2 separate regions of the Sus scrofa genome follow, and region 2 is linked to region 1. A link is a contact called in public Hi-C data. All regions are on one chromosome and are shown on one strand. Each heading gives the region's core, a stretch centred on a gene start, on an enhancer-like site or on the middle of the called end of the contact. The rest is flanking DNA. Distances are from core to core; before and after follow the strand shown.

What was found. A called contact is a pair of places that touch in the nucleus more often than the background predicts.
Region 2: a Hi-C map of skeletal muscle shows a contact between it and region 1, with 5 times the contacts expected there. The contact joins the promoter of MARCH2 here to the promoter of PRAM1 in region 1. A contact is called at or near these places in 2 of 5 promoter capture datasets (fetal liver and liver), 27 of 47 Hi-C or Micro-C datasets (alveolar macrophages, blood, brain and 13 more) and 2 of 2 datasets of contacts at active chromatin or transcription factors (alveolar macrophages and skeletal muscle).

Annotation. Positions count from the first base shown.
Region 1 is chr2:70,800,475-70,805,456 of Sscrofa11.1, forward strand. It overlaps PRAM1 (PML-RARA-regulated adapter molecule 1), which reads left to right and starts at 2,618. Exons shown (of 9, transcript XM_021083887.1): 1 at 2,618-3,167. The coding sequence starts at 3,042. It overlaps ZNF414 (zinc finger protein 414), which reads left to right. Exons shown (of 8, transcript XM_021083890.1): 8 at 2,189-2,494. The coding sequence ends at 2,433. LOC110259349 (a long non-coding RNA gene) reads right to left here. Exons shown (of 2, transcript XR_002341673.1): 2 at 173-1,019.
Region 2 is chr2:70,874,388-70,879,369 of Sscrofa11.1, forward strand. It overlaps MARCH2 (membrane associated ring-CH-type finger 2), which reads right to left and starts at 3,011. Exons shown (of 5, transcript NM_001244915.1): 1 at 2,921-3,011.

The DNA.
Region 1 (4,982 bases), core at 1,368-3,867:
CTGCAATGCGTAGTGAGTCAATCGAGCCGTCCTGGGGCACACCCAACCGGGGGAGGGGGCAGGTCTCCCCTGACAACCTACCTATGTCCCACTTCCCCTGTCACTTCAACACTAGGATAGCTGTAGGTGGCTCTCTATCTTGTTCCTTCACTTCCAGAAATCAGAGGAGATGGAGGTTTCTGGTTTTATTTTAAAAGTCCCAGGAGTTGGGGGCACAGGCTGGGAAGCTGGCCCAGATGGAGCTTCCCAGATCCTCAGGACAATGCTGACTCTCAGGGAGGTGGCAGGGTCCCCAGATCTGGACATTCCATGGCAGCCCAGGGCTCAGGCCTCATCATCATCCTTCTTGCTGTCCTCCCCTGACTCCCTCTGGTTGCCCACTTCCGCTTCTCCCCCTGCCCTAGCCCTGAGAAGGGTGAGTCAAGGCCAGCCCTGGAGAGCCTGGGCTCCCTTCCTGCACACCCTTCTGACAAATAGGTTTTTTTCTTCCTTTCCTTCTTAAGAAGTCAGGCTGGGGCCAGGGTTCAAAATCTAGTACCATACTGCTGTCACCAGAACCCCATGGGTCAAAGCCTCCTGAGTCTGGAAGTCTGACATCTTGTTGGCAGTCATCCTTCAAGACGTAGTTATACCTTGTGCATCTTGCCCCCTTCCAGCCCTGCGATCCCTTAGCCCAGGCCTCAACCCTCGCCTAGTCCTGGAGCACAGGAGGCAACCTCTCTTGCCCTTCCCCCAGTCTGCAACACCCCTGGAATCAGGGGTCTCTTCCATTTGTGCCCCTCCCCTACCTGGTACCCTTCAATGGCTCCCCACAGCTCTTTGGATGAGGAGCCTGTTCTCATGGCCCACAAGGCCCTCATCTTGAACCATCTCCCTCCTCCTCCTTTTCCTAGGGAACATAAACATCCTATGAGCCAGAACCCAAGGACCAGGTCCCCATCCCTTCCCGCTTCCCTTCTTACCTCCTCCGTCTTCCAAGCTACCAGAGTTGTCATCTGCCACCTCTTCAACCTCAGTATCTGCAGCCAACAAGACACTAGTCACCCCCTGGGTGGAGTCCCCAGGCCCCATCCCTCCCACACCACCCTCCCATCTCCTCCTTGCCCTCCCTCACCATCCTCCCCCAGTCCTCAGAATCCTCATTCCCCTGTGTGTTGGCCTCAGACTCAGAGTCAGACAGGGTCCCCAGCATCAAAGCCGTCCAGGTAGCTGAACTGGGATAATGGCTCAAACACCTGCTCCTAGTGCAGCTGTAATGTCTCATCAAAGGTCAACAGTTCCAAGTTCCAAAAGCCCTTCAGATTCTCCTGGGAAGGGCAGTAGGGAGGTTTTGGAGCCCTTAGAACCTGGCCCACCTCGACCAAGGGGCCAGTCTGCCCGCCTGCCTGCCCCACTGCCCTTGGCCTCACAAGGGCACAAGGGGCTTCAGGGCTTTGGTGTCCTCGATGGGGTTGCAGCTGAGGCTCAGGTGGCTCGGGCCAGGTGTCTACTCCACCAGCCCTTCCAGGCCCCCCTTGAGTTCCCCCCTTCTCAGCCAGAAGCCTTGAAACCACAACCGTATGATCTGGGGAAGATTCAACCTCTCTGCGTCTCACTTTCCTAGTCCTTAAAATGGGTGTCATAATGTGCATGATGAGTTCTTGTGAGGATCCAAAGAAGTGTGGGGAGATGGGAGGTCCCTGGTGGTTCTGGTGGTTAGAACTCAGCGCTTGCACCACTGCAGCCCGGGTTCAGTCCCTAGCCTGGGAACCCAGATCCCACATCAAGCCACTGCAGGCCGTGGCCAAAAAAAAAAAAAAAAGGAAGGGGTGGTGGAAGGCTTGGGAAACATTTGCAAGTGGTTCATTCATATCCCTCCAGCCACCAAGCCTGTGGCTGCCTGGGACTCTCTCAAGAACCTGGGAAGGAGGTGGGTCAAGGGCCCACTTTACAGATAGAGAAAGCGAGGCTAGGAGGGTAAGCTGATGGAGCCTTCAGCCTAGCCAGGCTCAGTTCCAAGTCGCACTGCTTCTGCACCACCATGGAAGCTGAGCACGGGTACCACTGAGGAGAAAACCCAAGCAGCGAGGCCCAAAGGGTACTCTCTTCTCTTCCTACGCTCCCAGGGACCCTAGACACCCTTGGAAATATGTCCCTAGGCCCACCCTTTCCTGTGTCTCCAGGGACAGGGCTGTTGTTCCATCTCCAGGGTACCAGGATATTCCCAGCCCCCAGGAGTTCTCCCCATCGAGCCCCTCACTCAGCCACCCCCAGATCCAGGCAACATCACTTCCCAGTCTATTAGGATCTTTCCAGAGAGACCAAGAGAACCAACATCTTTGTCCAGGTACCTCCCCCAAATCCCATCACTCATGTAGATGCCACAGCCCCTCCTATAGGTACAGTGGGTCCATGGGCCCCCTTCGGCCCCTCACTGCCTTCTCTAGAAGCTGAAATCACCTTGAGGCCTAGGGAGCAGGGTCACTCTGAAAACTCCTTCCAACCCTCACCCTCTCCCAACTCATGTCCAGCTTTTGTCTGCTTGCCTGGGAAGTCTTACTGCTCCCACTGTCCCCTCTGGGCTCCTGAAGCCCCTGACCTCCCTCTGGCCAACCAAGCCATGACCCCTACAGAGTGTCCCCCACCCCAACTCCAGAATACCTGAAAGCGGAGTCCTCTTAGGGCCCCAGCTCCACCCAGCAGAGGGCGCCCAGGAGTGCCAGTCTGAAGGGAGAATGAATGAGTGCACGCTAGCGCCACCCACCTTGCACAGCTGCCCCAGGGGCCAGGGTGACCCGAAACTGTAGGTTCAAGTTAAACAGGCTGAGCTGCTCCAGCACCCAGACCTTGTCATCCCAGCCTCCCAAGCCTCCTGTTCCAGATGTGAGGGGAACCCACATCTGGGAACGTGACCCAGGGTGCATGTCTGTTGGTGCAGGAACAGGGACACATAGCTGCAGAGGCTCCAGAACCCCTGAGCTGTACTCTTAAAGCAGACATATTGGCAGAGGTGGCTGCCTGTGGTTTTCGAGGCACAGGTGAATGAAGGGCATCTGCTAAGAATGCAACATCCAGCCTCTGTCCCTGTCTCATCTGGATCCTTCTGGAAACTTCTCTGTTCTTGCTTCTCTAGATGTGATCCTCGGACCAGCAGTATGGGCATCCCCCTGGATGTTTCAGAATCCGAGGTGAGGTGCCACCTCTGACCTGAGGCACAGCCTACACTTTAAGGGGGTCTTGCTTCTCAGCTGCACGTTAGAATCACCCTGAAGGTGTGTTAACTCAGGCCACACCCCAGGCCAATTAAGTCAGAATTGCTGGGAGCTTCTGTCTTCTGGTGGTTTTGTTTGTTTGTTTTGGCTGCACCTGCGGCATGTGGGAGTTCCAGGGCCAGGGATCAAACCCACGCCATAGCAGTGACCTGAGCTGTTGCAGTGACAACGCCAGATCCTTAACCCACTGAACCACCCACAGACTCCAGCTTCTGTCTTTCTGTATCCTCCTCTAGCGACTCCAATATAGAAGTTTCTCCTTGGGTGTTTCCTCCTTTTCTCTCTGAGCCCCAGTCACTGAGCATGGCTGTCAGGGTTACCCTGGTCTGGCGGGGCCTGACCCTGAGAGGGCTGGTCTTGCCCACCTTCACCCCCTCTTCGCTGGCCTCCCAACCATCCCCATTGTCCTCCCTCCCTTATCCTCTGGGAGCCTAGGGGTGGTCCTCAGACTCCCTCCCTCTCCCAGAGGAAAGGCCTTGGACACCGCCCACCCCCCAACTCCACCAAATCTGCCATCCTGGCCAGGCCCTCGGCCAGTGTTACATCTCTCCCGTAACAAGGAAGTCCTGCTCAGAGCTGCAAATTGGACCAAAGGGAAGTGTTGAAATGAGGAAGGGGGATTGAGGCAACAAGAGTCAGTAGGCGGGCCTCACACAGCAGACTCGCTTGGCTGCTGGCTCTCCCAGCCCAGAGCTGACCATGTTCCTGCTCCACGGAGAACTGGCCGCCCCCCACCCCCACGCCCACCCCGACGGAGGCCCTGGCTGGACTTGGCCTTGGCCTGCCTCTGTTGGCAGAAGGTCCTCAAGGTCTGGCACAGGGAGTCGGGAAGTCAGCACACAGCAGGGCATGGGGCGGGAGGGAGGGGGACGGGATCTGAGGAAGGGCCAAGGCTGTCCCCGCCTCCTCTCCTTCCTCTGCCCTCCCCGCCTGGCCAGCAGACCCCACCCCGTGGGGCCCGGGGCCCATGGAGCAGAAGCTGCAGTCACTTCCTGAGGGCGGTGGCTCTGGCTTGGATCCCACTTGCCCCGTGGCCCGTCACCCACCTGCAGCCATGGTGAGTCTCCAAGCCCTGGGAATGTCCCCCACTGGCCAGCTGGAGGCAAGGGATGCCACAGGTGGACACTGGCGGGCACATTCCAAAAGCGGGGGCGGCAGAGGGGCAGACGATCTGTCCGGGGCGCGGGAATGACTGACACGAACGCCAGAAATGGGAAGGAGTCAGGACCCACCTCTGGGACAGCTCAGGCGCTGAGGGGCCTGTGGCCCGCTGAGACTGTGACTATAAGGGGAACTGGGGGCCTGCCCAGACAACACCCCACCCCCCAGGTCAGCATGAACAGCAACCTGGTCACAGGCAGCCAGGGTAAGCAGGAAGGGCTTCCTGTGGGTGACAAAGTGGGTCATGCACCCGCTGCCGGCCACCCCCGCTCCCCAGCCATCCCCCAAGGCATGACCTGCTGACTTGGACTTCTCTGGCCCCGGGGGTCACAGAGGGAGCCTTGCCCCAACCCGCCGGGGTTGGGGGCTTTCACGAAAGGCCTCCCGACAGGAATCACCACCTATCTTTGTTCTCTGGGCTGGGGGACAGTGAGGCGCAGGCGGAGCCACGTCCAAGAGGTGCTGCCCTTCCCCTGCCCCAAGCTCCTAGACCCCAGGTGGAGCCAGGCTTGGGGGCCTGGGGCAGGGCCATCTCCGGGAGAATTTGTCCGTCAGAGCAGGCCTGGCCTT
Region 2 (4,982 bases), core at 1,761-4,260, 74 kb after region 1:
CCGCAGGGCAGTGGCCAGCCTGCCATGTTGTATACACTGCTGTCCCTCCGAACGTCTGTAACCAGAGTTTCCAACTCAGAGGTCAGCAGGGAAGCCACTGGGCTACCCAAGGGGATGCACGCAGAAGGGAATTCACCCCTCTGTTCCTCCAAGGATGGGCATTTCCATGTCTGCAAGTAATTGGGAATCACAAGAATCATCACAGCTCCTGTATGTTAAGTTCTGCCATTTCTTTTGTTTTTTTAATAGGGCCCCACCCATGGCATATGGAAGTTCCCAGGCTAGGGGTCACATCAGAGCTGCAGCTGCCAGCCTACACCACAGCCACAGCAACGTGGGATCCAAACCACATCTGCAAACTATACCACAGTTCACGGCAACACTGGATCCTTAATCCACTGAGTGAGGCCAGGGATCGAACCCTCAACTCATGGATACTAGTCGGATTCGTTCCCACAGCACCATAAGGGGAACTCCTAAGTTCTGCCATTTCTAATGAAAAACATTGGTAACTCTGCTGATGCAAGGCCTGCAAATCACCAAAATAATAAGAGCACCTACTCTTTTTGTTTGGTTTTGTTTTATTTTGGCCAAGCCCACAGCAGGCAAAAGTTCCAGGGCCAGGGATCAAACCTAGACAACAGCTGCATCCAAGCCACAGCACTATAGCTTCTTAGTCTGCTGAGCCACCAGGGAACAGCTAGCAGGTACTGTTTATTAAGTACCTACTGCAAGCTGTGTACTGGACTAAGCTTAATGAACTCAAACAGTTGTTTTAAGTGTCTCCTTCAAAGGTCACCTCCTCAGAGAAGGCTTCCCTGACCACCTCAGCCAAAGTGCCATTGGTGTCCACATTATTGCCATCACAAAATGTGCCCCTCTCTGAAATGTTCTTATTTCTTCATCTACTGGGTTGGTTTGTTTTGTCTTTTTAGGGCTGCACCCTTGGCATATGGCAGTTCCCAGGCCAGGGGTCCAATCAGACCTGCAGCTGCCCATCTACACCACAGCCATAGCAACACAGGATCCAAACTGTGTCTATAACCTACACCGGGGCTCACGGCAATGCCAGATCCTTAATCCACTGAGCAGGGCCAGGGATCAAACCCACATCCTCACAGATATTACTCAGGTTCATAACCCACTGAGCCACAATGAAAACTCTGAAATGCTCTTATTTCTTTGTCTACTGGTTTGACCATGTCTGCCTTCTACTCATTGGTCATCTCCAGTGCCTGGCCCTGTGTCTGGCAGAGAGTTGCTGCATTCATTTCTCAGTCCCTATTCTGTGTAAGAGCAGGGTAAGAGAGCCAGGTCTCTTGCTCCCCAGACACTGGTCTGAAAGAACCCATGATGGGAATCAGAGATATTTAAAGGCTAGATATCTGTGAAGACCACAGAGGCTTGGACTTGGAAGAGGCCAAACTCAAGGCTGGATGCAAGGATAGGGTGGCTGCAGGCTGGACTTGGCTCTGAGGCTGCTGGAATGGGAGAGCGAATCAAACTTGGCCCAACAACTGGAGATGGATTTCATTAAGTCTTCACAACAAACCTATGACCTAAGTCCAATAATTACCTCCATTGGATTGGTGAGGAGACTGAGGCTCAGAGAGGGGCAACTACTTGCCCAAGATCTCACAGCTAAGACGGACAGTGTCAAGATTTGAACTTCATCTAGTGAGTGGTTCTGGGACTGAAAAGACCTGGGTTCTTTTAGGTCCTGACTCTGTTGCTGATGCTGTATCTCCTGGGACAAGTCACTGAGCTTCTCTGGACCTCATCCTTCCCCTCTGTCAGATAAGTTTGCAAAGCTAGTGGACTGTGTCTGCTGAGGGGTTTCCTGAGAAGAAGCTCCCAGGTTCAATTCCTCCAGCAAAACTTGCCCTGGGCTCAACCTTTCCACACCCACCCAGCCTCCTTTATTTGAGGGCAGGAAACTGAGGGAAGAAAAGTCAGAGGACCCTAACTCCCCACAGTATCATCTCAGTACAGCTGCTTCACTCTCTGGGCCTCGGTTTTTCTCTTCTGTATAATGGGGGTTCCAGCTCTTACACGCATAAATAAGAATGAGTTGATAAATATTAGCTTTTAGTTTAATTACTGTCATCAGCATATAGAGCTGTTGACAAGGTTTGATGAGACAAGGCACAGCCAGTGCCTGGCATACAGTAAGCACTCAACAAATGCTCATTAGTTTGTTGTTGTTGTTGTTGTTGTTGTTTTAGGTTAAATGTGGAGCCTAAGAAATGCATTCATTTTTCTTCACTTACCACAGAGAAGCTCCCATGTGCCCTTCAGTACTTGCATGGCCCTGTACCGAGGCCAGGTTCTAAGCCCAGCTCTGATCTTTAGTTGTTTTGTAGCCCTGGGCAAAAGACTAGACCACTCTGAGCCTTGATTTCTTCATCCATATAGCAGGAAACATTTTTAGTACTTCTACCTAATATTGTCCCTAGAGGACAAAATGAGCTAATCCTATAAATTCTGGCTATCCCGTTTTGAGCACCCTCTAACAGCCAGGCACTCTGCTAAGCAAGTGCCTGTGTTATTCTATTTACAATTTCCTCTGAAAAGGAGGTTGGGGAAGGTGACTTGTCACTTACTGATCGCCTACTGTGTGCACAGCGCTTTCCTCATTTGCCACCTCCGGAATCCTCCCAACAGCCCCATTAGGTTGGCGCTGGGATGACCCGGTTTCATGGATAAGAAAATCCAACTCAGAGAGACACCTACTGTGTGTCCGACTCCGGGGGACCTCCTGCCGTCTCCGAAAGGGAAATTGCGATCCCTTAGTCCCTGGGAAGGCTGAGGCCGAGGGTCCGACTCCGGCGGTCCCGCCTGGGGGTCAGGCTCGGGCCTCAAACTAGGGGCCGGCCCGCGGATCGGCACCCCCTGGTCCCATCCTCTCGCCCGTGCCTACCTGATCCGCGGCCGGGCCGGGCAGCCGCGCAGGCCCCTCCGCTCGCCCCGGCCCTGGTCCCGGCCCGGCCGGTCCCGTCAGCGCCGCTAGCTCCGCTCCGCCGGCACCTGCGTCCGGACACCGCCCGCCGAGCCGACGGTGCCACGGACCAATGGCGACCGCCTCTCGTCTATGCTGGCCAATTGCCTTGCACGTCCCGCCCTAGGAGGCGGGGTCAGAGGCGACAGGGACGTCCTGGGCCGCACAGGCTCCGCGGCGCAGGAGCTACTGGCTCCGCCCCTGCTGCGTCCTGGCTCCGCCCCAGACTCGGCCCCGCCCCATCCTGACTCCGGGTACCCGCGGGGCTGGTGGCGCCACCTGCAGACGACTAGAGCTTGCTGATAAATAAAACCGTTACAAAATTCAGCTTGACACAGGCAAAGGGATTTGTAAGTGTCAATCACCTCCTTTAAGCTCCTTATCAGTCCTGGGGGAGGGATGAAACATCCGATCACATTTTACAGAGAGGAAGCAGAAGTCTAGAGAGGGGACCTGGAAGGTCAAAGCCAATCTCATTTATTCATCATTCACATTCATTAATGCATGTAATAGATTCATTCACTAGATGTAAAAAACATCCATTGAGAGGGTCTATTACGAGTGGGACACTGTGCTAGGCGCTGTGGACGCAATGCTGAGTAACGCAAATATTATTGCCTTCTGGAACCTCAACCTAGGGAGTGAGACAGACATTAAACAGCCAGTTACGTAATTATTTAACTACGAAGGTGGTAAATTGTAGTAAGTGAGGGAGGCATATCATGGACTATTTGGAAAGTCCAAAAATACTTGAACTGACAACTAAGGTGTGAGTAGAGGTTCACAAGGAGAAAAGAGGGGGAAAGAATCCTAGGTAAATTTCAGCACATGCAAAGAGCCTGAGGTGGGATGGAGAATTGTCTCAATACTCCTTTCTCCCCCTTCCTCACCTTTGCTGAATATGTAAATCAGCTCAATTACATTAGGTAAGTTCTTTCATGTTGTACTTATATTTTTCAAAAGTGAAATGATAAATTATAACATTTTTAAAAAGATCACCTATAGAAGGAAGTAGAATAGAGGAAACAAAGATAGAAGCTAGATACTTTTTTTTATTGTTTTATGGGCAGACCAAAGGCAGAGGGAAATTCCCAGGCCAGGGATCAAACCCACACCACAACAGTGACAATGCTGGATCCTTAGCCCACTGGGCCACAGGAGAACTTCATGGCCTTTTTCTCATGGTAGCAAGATGGTTGCTGTGGCTCCAGGCATCACATCATCAATGAAGGCAGGAAAAAGGGAGTGGCATGGAGGTCTCAGCCCTGCCTGTCTCTTCTATAAGATGATGGTTGATAAATGATGATATTTCTAATTCCATCTTTTCGTACTTCCTTACTAGTTTAACAAGGTTCCCCAGGGTGGCATTTTCTTGAAATTTTACCTGTCCCAGTTCTGAAATCAACCATTTCTCCAAGGACTTTTCCTTCTTTTCAGTGGAGAATACTATTTAGAAACCAAGATCAGGGTGTCAGTTGTGCTCATTACTACCATTAATTCTTTTTTTTTTTTTTTTAGGGCTGCACCCATGGCATAGGGAAGTTACCAGGCTAGGGGCTGAATTGGAGATGTAGCCACAGCAATGCCAGATCTGAGCTGCTTTTGCAACATACACCACAGCTCACGGCAACACTGCATCCTAAACCCACTGAGCGGGGCCAGGGAGCAAACCTGTGTCCTCATGGATAATAGTCAGGTTCGTTACCTCTGATCCACAACAGGAACTCCACTACCATTAATTCTTGCCTCTCTCATTGTGATATGTATGTACCTATATTAACTTATCTCTTTAAATCCAGAAGTGCACACGAATACCTCTAATTCTAACTCAACACCAAGGTTCATTTCAGTCCATTTACGTGTTTCTAAAGTCCTTCCGTGACTATGAAAAACCTGGTTCCCAGGATCCTTAGTGCATTTGCTCATTCCCCCCTTCCCTTCTCCCCAGTGTGTAACCAAATTCCTAGATATACTGGCCAAGACT